2 separate regions of the Sus scrofa genome follow, and region 2 is linked to region 1. The links are chromatin contacts, called in public HiChIP or PLAC-seq maps. All regions are on one chromosome and are shown on one strand. The core of a region is the stretch at or near the end of the contact, and the rest is flanking DNA. Distances in the headings are between cores, read along the strand shown. Region 1 holds the start of FAM49A (protein FAM49A). Region 2 overlaps FAM49A (protein FAM49A).

The links. HiChIP or PLAC-seq counts read pairs in DNA pulled down with a chosen protein or histone mark.
Region 2: an H3K27ac HiChIP or PLAC-seq map of alveolar macrophages shows a contact between it and region 1. The contact joins the enhancer-like site here to the promoter of FAM49A in region 1. A contact is called at or near these places in 17 of 47 Hi-C or Micro-C datasets (alveolar macrophages, blood, brain and 7 more) and 2 of 2 datasets of contacts at active chromatin or transcription factors (alveolar macrophages and skeletal muscle).

What each region holds. Positions count from the first base shown.
Region 1 is chr3:120,964,697-120,971,120 of Sscrofa11.1, reverse strand. It overlaps FAM49A (protein FAM49A), which reads right to left and starts at 3,105. Exons shown (of 12, transcript XM_005662738.3): 1 at 2,998-3,105.
Region 2 is chr3:121,005,919-121,012,321 of Sscrofa11.1, reverse strand. FAM49A (protein FAM49A) reads right to left here. Exons shown (of 12, transcript XM_005662738.3): 2 at 1,683-1,835. Among named protein-coding and RNA genes, the nearest start is that of FAM49A, 41 kb to the right of the region's middle. Within about 2 kb of position 3,316, at least 12 of the 83 cell types and tissues checked have an H3K27ac peak or open chromatin away from gene starts, as enhancers often do. A contact at or near this core is called in alveolar macrophages, liver and retroperitoneal adipose tissue, where this site is marked.

The sequences.
Region 1 (6,424 bases), core at 1,856-4,355:
TCTCAGCTGCAAAGCACAGGCCACCTGATTCAGCCCTAACGGGGGCGGGGGGGGGGGGGAGCTAGTCAAGTTTCCATCTCCAGGTCCCATGTCACTCTGCCTTTTCCCTGTTCACGCCACCTCTCTGACGGCATCTAGAGGCTTTCTTTTCATGCCTGTCTTTACCACCAGACTACATTCTCTGAAAACAAGAATAGTGTTCTTTTTTTAAGATCCCCAGTTCCCCAAACTGTATTCGGTACAGAGTAGATGCTCAGTTAACCTAAGGTGTATGAATAAACGGACTGATTTAGCATCAAGGCTGGACAAGAGGCCCAGAGAATGCTTCCACTCCTGAGATTCTACAGCTTAATTGTTCCTAAATCAGTTCTTGATCGCTGGCCAGTGGTTTGGGGCCTCTTTAACACTGAGACCTCCCAACAGGAAGAGGATATTATGGGCTTTTGACTTAGCAAAGCACTCCCTGTAAGCTACTCCATCCGACAAAAACAAGCAAATGTGGCCATGAGAATGAATGCTACCAACCCCATTTTCAAGGCTGACACTGAGGCCCGGTGAGTAAACTGATGTCCCCAGCCCCAGCGCTTGACAATGAGGCTGCTGACTCCCTGGTCTTTTCATGCCACCAGAATGCTTTTCCAGCTTATTACTAACAGGCCTAGAGCAGAGCGATGTGAGGGGGGAAAGGGGAGGGGCGGGGAGAAGAGCATGTGTAGGGAAGGGAAAAATAAGCAGCTTCTCTGGAGAGTGTCACTGACAGCTGACAGTCGGTGACCCAGGGCCAGGAGAGCTCTGAACTCCTCACCCAGTGTGGCACAGGAAGGTCCCCTTGGCTCTCAGTGTCCCTGGCTCACCCGGCTGCATCGAGGCCCCGAGAGTAAAAGCAAACTGAACGCTTCTGGGTGCTAAGCAAAAACAGGAAGTCACAAGTGGCTTGACTCTCCTCCCAACTTGAGTCCCCAACGGCTGGGGTCAAGGGTACATGAAGGACCTGACAGGCAGCTCCCTGGCAGCTGGCCTCTGTGGGAGTCCAGTGGGGAAACTGGGACTTGCCTCTCAGCACACAGGGTTGAGAGGGCTCTGCTGTCCTTCCGGGAGCAGGACCAGGCACTGCAGGGCAGACACTCAGGGAGCTGCCAGTTCCATGGCTTTGCCATTCATTCAACCAAAACTCAGCACCGCCTATGTGCTAAAACCAGGGTGACCTGGGGAAATAGCTCACTCTGAGCTTAGTTTTGTCATCTGCAAAGTGGGGACAACCCCTAGCCCCAGGGCTGCCTCGAAGATGAAATAACATTGGCCGGGAGCCTCTCCATCACACTTGGGTCTATTATTAGCACCGAGGCCATGTGCTACCCACTGTGTGCCCAAGACTGTGATGTCGCTACCCGCTCCCAGAACCGGGGGCAGGAAGGAGTGTGGGTAGGTCCGTCCCCACCTCCTTTCCTGACTCCCCCCTCAAAGGAGCCCAGGGCCAGGAGCAGGTGAAGTTCTGCCAGCCCCCAGTCTGGGCCCAGCGCCCATGTTTATGACTGTTTATTTCAGAGCAAATAGAAAGGAGAAATTAGAGCCATAAAAGACAGGACAACAGACCAATAAAAACCAGCTCCCAGAAGAGTCAGAAGGAGAGAGAGGCAAAACTGTCACCATAGTAACACCAGACAGTCAGAAGCATGCAGGAAAAACAGCCCCTGCTCTGCCTCCCCTCTCCACAGCAAAGCAAACCTTAGGACCCCCTTCGGAGCTCAATGAAAGCCAATGAACAACCCACCCTAAAGCACTGGCCAGCCGCAAGGCCCAGATGCCCAGCCTGACCTGGCTACCAGCCACCTTCCTCACACTGGTCCAGCACACGTCCCAGCCCTTCGTGGTCCCTGCCCAGCTTTCTGTGCCCTGGGGACTCAACGCTGTACAGATGGCCCAGACCCAGCCAGAGTGACGGTGACCAGTGAAAGAGGGGGAAAGTTTCCAACAGGGGGAGGAAGGAAGGCCAAAGGGCTACAGAGGAGAACAAGGCCCTGAACACCAGTTTCACTACTTTGCTCAGGGTTCCCCGGGGAGCAGGTGGGCAAACAAGGGCATGGGAGCAGAGGCCAGGCCCAGAATGGTGGCCCCATCAGAGCTGCACCCTACACTCCTGAGGGTCTGAAGGTGGGGTGGGCAAATAGCTTTGGAGGTCTTAAATGACAAAGCTCTTGTTCCTGGTCTCTGGGGACCCAGGTCAGCAAGTCCGGGCAGCTTGGAGGAGGATGCAGGGATGCCTCGGTCCATTTTGACAGAGGACTTTCAGTCCTTCAGCTGGCAGGCAAGGCAGGTGTCTCCATCAAATAGCCTGGCTGGCCTGGGACCAGCCTTTGGGGAAGTGGGTCAAGTGATTTCCAAAGCTCAGGATCCCTCCAGTCCCTTTCTTCAGTCTGGGATTCTGAGGAGGGGGAGGGGTGATGACAAGGAAGCCTGGGTCCTAGGCACAGCAGCTGGCTGGCCGGCTGAGAATCTCGGGAGCAGGTGGCAGCCGAAGGGTCCAGGTGTGCAGGCAAAAGGAAGTGGGGGGGGTTATTCCTGCCTCTGGGGCTGCAGAGAGAGAGTGGTGGGGCGTCCCGGCCTAGTGCCGGGAATGGGGAAGCAGAGAGTTGGGGTCTCCCGGAAGAATGGCTTGGGAGCTGAAAATACCTGGCCCTGAGGGTTGGGGGGGAGGAGAAGGAGTGGTCGAAAGCGAGGGAGGAGATCTGGAACACAAGCTGGAGGCTGTCCTCAGAAGACGGGGCAATGGGGCGCCTAGTCGGACAGCCGGACGGCGATGGCTGAAGAAGGGCTAAAGGAGCCTCCGCTTCCCACACCCCCTCAGCCCCCACCCCACCACCTCCACCCTCCCCGGAGGGCTGCGTCTGGAGCTACGGAAGGATGGCGGGGTTCTCCCGGCGCCTCCGGAGCCGGCTTCGCTGCAAGCCGCCGGCCGCGCTCCCCGCCGCGCCTCCGCCGCGCCCGCGCTCTGCTCACCCGGAGTGGCCGCCGCCCAGCTCCGCCGTGCCTCTGCTGCTGCCCCAGCTGCCGCCGCCGCTGTGGACGCCTCTCCGGCGGCCGCTGCAGCCAGCGAGAAGGTCCCGAGCCCCGCCCCCAGCCCCGCCCCCAGCCCCGCCCGCTGCGGCGGCCCCGCCCCGGCCCCCCGGGAGCCCCACCCCCGCCCCGGCCCCGGGCCCGGGTCGAGAGCCCTTCTGAGCCCTGAAGCTGGTGCTAGCAGTCTCCGCACACGGTAACCTTTGCCCTTCCCTCGGCCTTGGCCTCCAAGAGGAAGCTCGGACCTGCCCCTGCTGCTTCTATACACGGAATTCCTCCTTACCCAATTTTCCCCTTAAAAAAAAAAAAAAAAAGGACGGAAGAAAGACCTTTTGATCAATCCCTAGGCTTACACCCACCCTCAGATGTATGCCTTTGCACCCAACCAAACCATCCCAACCTCTACCCCACTCCCAGATTACTCGGATTCTCACCTCTGACTTTTTCCCTGTCCCTCCCAGCGCGTGCATACTGCTAAAGGATTCCCGGCTCTGGGGGCCCCCGCAGTTATCCGATGGGACCACCCAAAAAGTCTTTGTAAAGGCTTCGTCCAAAAAATATAACTACCTTGAAGAGCAAGTCTGCAAAATCACTCTAAAAAAATTCTATGATGCAAGGGAAAGTAGGGGATTACAGTGTCATTGTCATGATCATTGTTTCAGAACATCTGCCATGGAGGCGTTTGCATTAGAGAGAGCGATTCAGGAAACCGGAGAGGACTGCGCGGTGCCAAACAGGTTGTGAGTCAGAGCTCCTGTTGGGGAGGATGGGGGTGGGGGGCTCCTGCTGGGCCAGACCTCTCCGGCTTCCTTTCCCAGTCAGTCAGCTAGAGCAGCAGGGAATTTTTCTTTTCTTTCTATTTTTTTTTTTTTTATTGGAGTATAGTTGATTTACAATGTTGTGATAATTTCTGCTGTACAACAAAGCGATTGTTATAAATATACACACATCCCTTCTGGAACTTTATTAAATTCCTGCAATGGACCAAGCTGTGTGAGGGGGTGGGGGTGGCTATGTCAGTTGCTGCAGGAATATGTGGGTTGGGAACCCAAGGCACTCAGGTCCTGGAGGGCAGGCAGCTTCAGGAGGCCTTGGTCAAGTCCTTCATTCTGAGCGCTAGGGGTCCCATTCAGGACTTGTGTCACCCCAACCTCTTCCAGGCTCTGACAGTCCCTTGTTCTGAAGGGCTTTCAGGAGCTGCCCAGCTGGACTCCTGCTCTGGGTTTTGGCAACCCTGGGGCCAGGAGGGCAGCGTTAGAGCGAAACAGTCTTCTGATTGGTTGGGGTCTTTTGGATCAAATGAACACCTTCCCATTTTTCACTTGTGTCAACGAAGGTGCCTGTGCCTGGACCAGGTCCTGCTGTCAATCCCTGCAGATGACCCATTTTAATTTTGGAGGGCTCTGTTAGAAAACCCTTCTTGATGCAGCCCTATACACACACCAAAATTCCTGACTTATTCTGTCCACCTTGAACATGGTCAGGTGAAGGGCAAGGACAAATCAGCCACAGACACCATTCACCCCATAAAACACTATCATTTCAGACCTTGGAAGGACTCCTTACTTTATTGCATCGTCTGTCTCTAATAATACAGCTTAAGTTGGTGCGAGGAGACTATTTGATGTATGAAATTTCACTTCCACGCACTTAAAGATGGCTTCTGTTTCAGTAATTGAGGGCTACCTGCAAGGTATTGCCTAGCCCATTGTGAAATAATAGGGTTTCTAATTATTAGTGTGGAATTTAATTATTAAGTGTTTCCTAAGACACAATAATCAGATGAAATGGTCTTTCAACTTCATTGGTAATACTAATAACAAGTTTAGAGGTTACTATAATAAAGATTACAGTGAAATTAAACTGTGAGATTAAATTTCAGTGGTTTTTACTCACAATATGCATTTTCTAAAATGAACCTTAATGTCTCAGTTAAATTTAAACTGAACTGTTCTAATTTCAAGGACATCCTCATCATGTGTTTGGGGGTTTTTTTGTTTTTTTTTGTTTTGTTTTAAGAGATGTCTTGAGCTTGGACAAAGTGCCAGGCACTGCACTAAATGGTGGAATCAGAGCACATGTCTCTGGCCTGAGGAGTGGACAGACTGGTGGCCACCCCAGTTTATGCTGAGGCAGAAGAGGAAACAGGCTAAAACAGATGTATTTGCTGTGTGGCCCAGGTTGGAAGGAGTGGATTGTGATTGGGGAAAATCAGAGGCAGATTCTTGGAAGCTGAACCTCTAAGGATGACTTCCATAGGCAGGTAGTGGGCTTAAGGAGACCCCAGGTAGAGGGTCAAAGGAGAGGCCCTAGCCGGAAGGGGTCTGGCGTGGTCTCAGCGCCAGGGGCTGGGCAAAGTGAAGCTGAGAGTGGAGACCTGGAACACCAGCCTGAGAAGGCTGCCCTTGATCCCAGGGCCTCCCAGTGACCAGACAACTTTGACTGGAGCCTCAAATAGAGACTGACAGCCCCCAGGGTGCCTGGGGTCTGGAGGTGGCGAAAGAAAAGGAGGCAGCAGTGAGAATGCTCAGGAAAGAACTGCCATCATTAACCAGGGGCTGTGCACTGTCCTCCGTGGCCCGGCTCTGCTCCCTCCCATTTAGAAACGCATTATCTGAAGGGTCCCCTGTGCTGAGAACAAGCCTTGTCACAACCAGGTCCACAATAATATTTATCGAATAAGCAATAAGGTTGCACATGATGGACAGCCCCTTTGGAGACAAAGCACCCTCTCTATCCACTGAGATCCATCATAGGGCAGGTAGAACATTCCTTCTAAATCCCTCCACAAATTAGATTTCACTTTCTCAGCATGGCTCCTCTTATTACTGTGAAAGATCATTTCTGCTTCTGAACTTTTGCTCAAGTGTATAAATATAGATGCACCCAGGATGACTTCCTCCCCCATCGCTCAGTATCAAAGCCCACTCTTTCTGATGCTAATGGGGCCTTCAGAACAGTGGCATACTGTGTGCTCACACTTCTTTCTCCTGAATTCCCATAAAATTGACAATCTGAGCCACTTACTCTGATTCATCACATATGCAAGTTTCTTGAGGACAAGGACCTTTTCTGAGACACAGATAAGCCCCCTTTCCCCATGATTTGGAATCAAAACGGAGCATATATTCTGATCCTGCCACTCACTAGCTATGGGAATCTAAGTTACTTAGGCCCTTGGAGTTTCATTTTTCTCTTCTCTAAAATGGGAGTAGTAGGAGTTCCCATTGTGGCTCAGTGGTGACAAACCCAACTAGTATCCGTGAGGACATGGGTTCGATCCCTGGCCTCCATCAGTGGGTTAAGGATCTGGCATTGCTGTGAGCTGTGGTGTCAATCATAGACGTTGCTCGGATTCTGTGTTGCTGTG
Region 2 (6,403 bases), core at 2,067-4,566, 41 kb before region 1:
ACTCGGAGGGTGTTGAGACCTGAACGTGGGTGTAAGAGCAAAGCTTTCAATGGCCAAGTTGCAGAGGGCAGTCTGGCCAAAGCGAGGTGAGGGAGGGCTGCTATGGAAGAGGAACTCTGAAATCAGAAGCTGTTAACAGCTCCTCCCTCCTTTAACCCCTTGGGACCAACCATCTGTGTAGATAAGGCCTGTCCCTTCAGGCACAAGTTCAAATAGAACGTGAGTGGGGACTCAAAGCTGTATTTAAATACCTTTGAAGAAGGCTGGCCAGGGAAAGAAGCTGACAGTCTTTGAGATTTACGACAAGCAAGAACTGATGCTAATGCATTAGCGTCTCCTTTGATTCTCACCCCAAGCCTGTAACACAGGGAGGACTGGCCCCATCTTAAGGATGGGGAAACCGAAGCTCAGGAATTTAAAAAGGATACAGGCAAAATTACTCAAGCAATCAACAGCAGATCTGAGATGTGAAGTCAGGTCTGTCTAATTTCAAAAGTTCTTCCCCTTCTTCTGAATTATGTTAGAGCCCAGGGACCACTCCCGGGGAAGAAACCATAAGAAGAAGAAGGGAAGGGAGTACAAGGTAAACCAGAATGAGAATCTGGTGTAAGGAAGGAGTCTGAGATAAAATAATCCTGGAAACGCAGAATTGGAAAATACTTTAGAAGTCACCTGGTCTTACCTTCTATACTGAGCTCAGCTTTACAAAATGCTTCTGGTTTTAGTTTTCAGAGAAGCTCAAGATAGACAGTTAAATGGAAAAGCAGGCTTTAGGAGAGGACAGGGAAGGTTATAGCAGCAACCACTGAAAGAGTAGAAGGTGTGTGGCCATCTCGGTGTATGTACTGCCATCTCTTTCATGACTCCCGACTGGGATGGGTGGATGCCCCAGGCCAGCCTAAGAGAGAGGCGCTAATACAACAGAGTTTAAGGAGCGGAACCCCAGATCTTGAATCAGCTGGGAGGGAAGTCAGCTGGTGCCAGGTCCAAGTTCAATGAAGAAGCACAAGAAGGTACGGCTCTCTCCTTCCGGATAAGAAGAAACGTGTCCACAACTCTCTGGGAGGAGGTGACAGAGGATGGAGGTCACTGGAGAAAACCAACGTGTTGGCTGGGAGGGAAGAGGGCAAGGGCAGTGATGACCTACGGTGGTGACAACGTCACGAACCACACTGACCTCTAAAAATGTTATAGCAAGTGTGATGCCAGCCAGCCCTCTGGCACAAGACCTAAATTCCAGCTACTTCTCTCCCTGCTGGTCACCATCTGGATGGCCAGGATGGGCAGAAAGACACCCTCAAATGGATTCTGCAGGGAAAAAGCAACCGACAACCACAGCTTTCATCTGCTCTTCTTCTGCACAGAGTTCCAAGCTGCCCCATTTCCTGCCTAAACGTTCAAAAGACTCAAGATAGCACAGCTCCCACTCAGAAGGCAGTTATAGAACCCAGGGACGTTTAACCACTTGAAAATTACAGCCACTCTGCAATGCACATCCATTAGTATGTCCTTTTTTGTGTGATATTAGGAAGCATGGCTTCCAGTCAAAGATGATAAATCTGGTGGAAGGAGCATCCTTAAACTTCCAGGTACGCCCTGGGCACACGCATCATAGGTTTCTTGCATTGCAAATGCTGGCCATCCTGCCCTGGCTGCTCTACGCAAAGATAGTTGTCTCTTACCTGGAGATCTCCCTTGTGATTCAGATTCACCAATCCAGGCTGATGGAACGAAGCAGATGAGCAGCCGCTTGGTCAAGACACGTCTGGCTTCCCCAACAGGGCTGTGGCCCCCGAGAACCTGTGGTTTCTCCGTCCTTGGTGAGTGACAATCTGCTAAAAGGGAACGCGAGACATGTTACTATGAGAGGCCGTTTCCTCTTCTCCTCTAGTTCTCAGACTTTTTTTTTTTTAAGATTCTTATTTTTTCTATTATTGTTGATTTACAACATTCTGTCAGTTTCTGCTGTACAGCAAAGTGACCCAGTCACTCACATCTCTCTCTGTCTCTCTCTCTCTCTCTCTCTCTCACACACACACACACACACACACACACACATTCTTTTTCTCACATTATCTTCCATCATACATTCTTTTGAGAAGAACAGAGAGTTCCAGAATCACTGATTACTAGGGCTGAAAGAAATCGATGCAACGCCCCTGTCCAATGCTTTTGTTTTGCAGTTGGAGAAACTGGGGTTCAGAGAAGAAAACAGCCTCTTTCAAGGATTCAGCCACTCGGCCAGAGACTCCAGATGCAAAAGTGTCTCTGACTTTCTGGCTTCTGGACTTTAAAAAAAAAAAAAAAAAAAAAAAGTTGCCACATGGTCAGGCTGACTTCTCAAACCAGTGGTCACTGACCCTGAATGGAAGTCTTTTTTTTTTTTTTTTTTTTGAAATGGATTTTCAAAATGGGAGGTGGCACTTTTTCCAGACTGCTGTTTTTGTAGTTTGACCCCCGGGAGCTAAATGAGTAAACCAGTCCTCCTCAGGCATGTGGCTGGGATGGTTCTCCCTGTTTTCCATTAGAAAAATATTGTTATGGAAAAATGGGGCTCGTGAACACAGCGGAGGGGGGACTTTGCTTTTCAGTGATAGACATGTGTGCAACCAGCCCGCAGGTCCCTGATCTCTCTCCGTCTCTGTCTCTCCCTCATTTCGGGAAAACACAGTAACAGACATGCATTCTCCTCCCGAGGGTATCAGTTCTTGTGTGATTTTTTTTTCCGACCACCGTCCATTTGAACAGCCACTCCTCTGGGCAGAAAACCAAAACCAAAGAGGGGAGTTCACATTTATGACGCAAATAATACCAACCAGGCACATCATATAAATCTTATAGAGATATTTTCCTAATTTGTCCTCAAAAATTCCCCCGGAGGTACCATCAACTCCATTCTTCCAAGGGGGTTACGGAACCAAGCTGGAAAGAACTAGAAAGAAAATTCAGCGCAGAGCCAGACATGAACTCATATCCAACACCCAAATCAATGTTTTGTCCGTGCAAACTGGATGATAGCGATTAGGCTAAAACACTAGGAGTTGTCCTATTTTTCCAGTGTGTTAGCTCAAAGGCAGGAGAAAGTTCTTTGGAAGCTGTTATTGTTGCAAGGATATGAAGGGTTATTCTTGTTAGATTCTCGTTCAGACAGGAGGCTCTGACAGCCCTGGCTTCCTATGTGCTTCCAGCGGGGTCTCATGTGCCCCAAAGAAGCTAGTCTGGCCCTGGCTCTGAGCAGCCACAGGAATCATGCCCATCAATGCTCGGCCTCTCTCTGTTCCTGTTCGCAGACAATGAGGGATTCGGCTGGAGAGATGGGGCGGGGGTGGAGAAAGAGGAAGAAAAAAACAGGAAGTGGGGGGGAGGGGGAGGGAAGGAAATGATAGCAAACACACAGCAACTTTGGCCTGATGAGAAAGTGATTTCTGAGCCCCGCGTTTTGGGAAACCAGGTCATGGTGGCGGTGGAGTCGGGGGCGGGGGGAGAAGTTTGCTTCCTCGGATTTGGGGGTTACACCCGTGAATCCCCATCAGGGCACAGCCTGAGGAAAAGGGTGCCTGCCAGGGTTGCTGCTTCCCACCGGCACCTGGGTGCAGAAGGTGACTGTCTAAGGTGGAATCCCCAGGTGAGACCACAGCTCTCACCTCCTGGCTGCGGCCGCCACCGCCACCGCCACCGAGAAGCCAGAGGTGTCACAAAAGGACCTGGAAACAAGAAAAGCTGTCAATGTGATCAGGTGTCAGGGGGGTTATCCTATCCACCCCCCCCTTTCTTTCTTTCTCCAAAGCTCTCAAAATAATAGCCTGTTTTTAGAGTATTTGATTAGGACCTGATTCATCCAATGGGGTCCAGTAAGAATCTCACTTTCTACCGCAAAACTAAGAGGGTCAGGACAATGGAATGCTGTGCCTCCTCCAGACCACGACCCTGAGGTACTTACAGACTCTTTTGCTGTCCACTTTGTCCACTCGGCTTAATTACAGACACTCAGAGAAGTTCCCCCACTCCCCATATCCATCAATAAGGATGGGGTCACCTGATAAGCTGAACAACCCTTCAAGCAGATAAGGCTAAAAATAACCTAATCACACTGTGACACCAACACTCATACTACTTTACAGCCTTGGGACGGGTACTTGGATGTGGGCAGGGCACACAGAGCCCCCTAACAGGCTGGCCCTCAGATACCAGTCCCACTCACTCCAGTGGTTCCCCAAAGGGGCTGTGCAATCCGGAGAAGCTGAAGAAAAAAAAAAAAAAGTGCAGTCTGAACCTACAGCAGGGGTCACGTTTCTAGAGAGTTTTATGTCACCCACTGGCTCTGGTCCACGGGCCAGCATTTAGATACCTTGGATCCTAATCCAGCCCGCCTCATGTCCCACCTCCTCCCATCTTCTGGATTCGATCCCAGAGACCCAGCCATGGCAGAAGCTCACTCTGTGGCTGTGCCCTGACTCTGTGAATTACTCCCCCACCATCCAAATAAACACAGAGCGATAAAAAGTAAGCACGTCTTTGAGAGGAGTCCAAGCTTTTTGAAGGGATGGCTGGTGGTTTCCTGTCTGAGTCACCCACGGGCCAGAGTCCATCAGGGAGAACAGAGATCAAGCATGGAGAGACACTAGTCCCGGCTCGGGGTCCCAAAGCACAGCCCAACCTCACACAGCATGCTCATCCGCTTCCATCCCCTCCATGCTCATCCGCTCTCACCCCCAGCGGTTCTGAGTGGTCGGAGCTGCTGCCACAGTCCTTCTGCTCCACGGGAGGAGCCTGATACCACCTGAGACCACTGTGGGGGGGTGGGGGGCGGCTCCGGTAGCACCAGGCAGCCAGCAAAGTGCTTTTCAACATCTCGCCTTCTTTGCTTGTTTTACGAGAGGTACAAAACAGAGGGGTGGTTATCCCATTTCAAAAATAGGGAAGCAGAAATCCAGTGACATGAAACGACTTCTCCAGGGTCACCCAACAGAACCGAAACGAGAACCGGCATCTCCTCGACCTTCATGTGACCTGTGGCCTGTGACCTTTTCGCCACCTCCCGTGCCGCCCCCCACGGCCCTTACCCCATCCAAGGGAGTGGCTGAGAAACAGCTGAGAACAGCTGCGTGTCTTCCACTTTTGAGTGGTTCTGGGGGTGGGCGGGCTGGGTGGGGGCAAACCAAGAGAAGGCAAAACAGGCCACACTCCCCCCTTTAGGCTGAACTGATGTGGAATCTAAAGGCCAGGTGGGAGCCTGCTTGTTCAAGTTCCAAGTTCACCAGCAACAGAGCCCACACCCCGAGTCAGGGAACCTCCACGTGGCTGCTCTCCCAGGGCTCTGGGAGCGCAGGTGGGTGGGTGGTAGATATATTCAGGTCCCGTCCAATCAGGTACCTACATGAAGAGCATCCCAGTCGGTTCACACTGGCCATCTGGTGCCTCCCTGAAACCCCACAGCAGCCACAGGGGACAGAAGGAGGTAATTCTTGCCCCCTCTTACAGATGAGGAAACTGAGGCGCTTGTCCAAGGGATCTGGCTGTTTAGGGGTAGAGCCAAGATTTGAATTCCTGCCATCTGGCTCGAATTCTTGCTTTTAACCACTTTGCGGTTATTACTCCATCTCAAAACTGTTTTATTAAAAAAAGAAATGGGAGGGGCGAGGCATGTAGAACAGGCGATTAGTGGAAAGAAACAGGGGGTGGGGGAAGGGCACTGGGAACAGATGACACATTCACGCAAAAGGCAGAGGAGGGAGGAAACTCTCGGGCAGGCGGAGAGGTCGACTGCGAAGTGCTGAACAGGGGGTCTGGGAACCTGGTCCCCAGCCCTCCCTGGGTGGCAGCTGGCACCAGTAAATGACTTCCTGGCTTTGGTGTTGACACAGCACCACTTGCAGGAGGAGGAAGTGGGGTGGCCTGAGGAGGGGACGGAGGGAGGACCCAAGATGGGAGAGTCAGCAGGGTGGGTGGAAGGAATGATGTCTTGGGAACCCAGTTTCCCCGTCACAGAGGGAGGGACCCACGGGCAGGCTGGCGAGCAAGACTCTGCCCAAAGAGCGCCCTGGAACAGAGAGCTTACACAGTTGCCCAGACACTGGGTTCTGGGGAGGCCGTGTGAGTTCAGCCTCATGGAAACCTGGGGTTCACCACTCCCCATTTCACAGAGGGGGAGGTGAGAGCCAAAATAATAACAGTCAAAACATCCTCAGCACCAGGACGTCGTCACTGCCACCATCAGGGCAGCCATCGTTTTTCGGAGCCTGTTCTGCAGCAGGAATGAACTAGAAGCAACGCTGTGAGGGCCGCAGGACTATTCGTCATTCATGGTTGAGAGGAGCTAAGTATTGTCCTAAAGGTCAAAAAGCTGGCTGGCTGGGAGGAAGGATTTGAACTGTGGTCTATTTGACATTTTGGTCCATGGTCT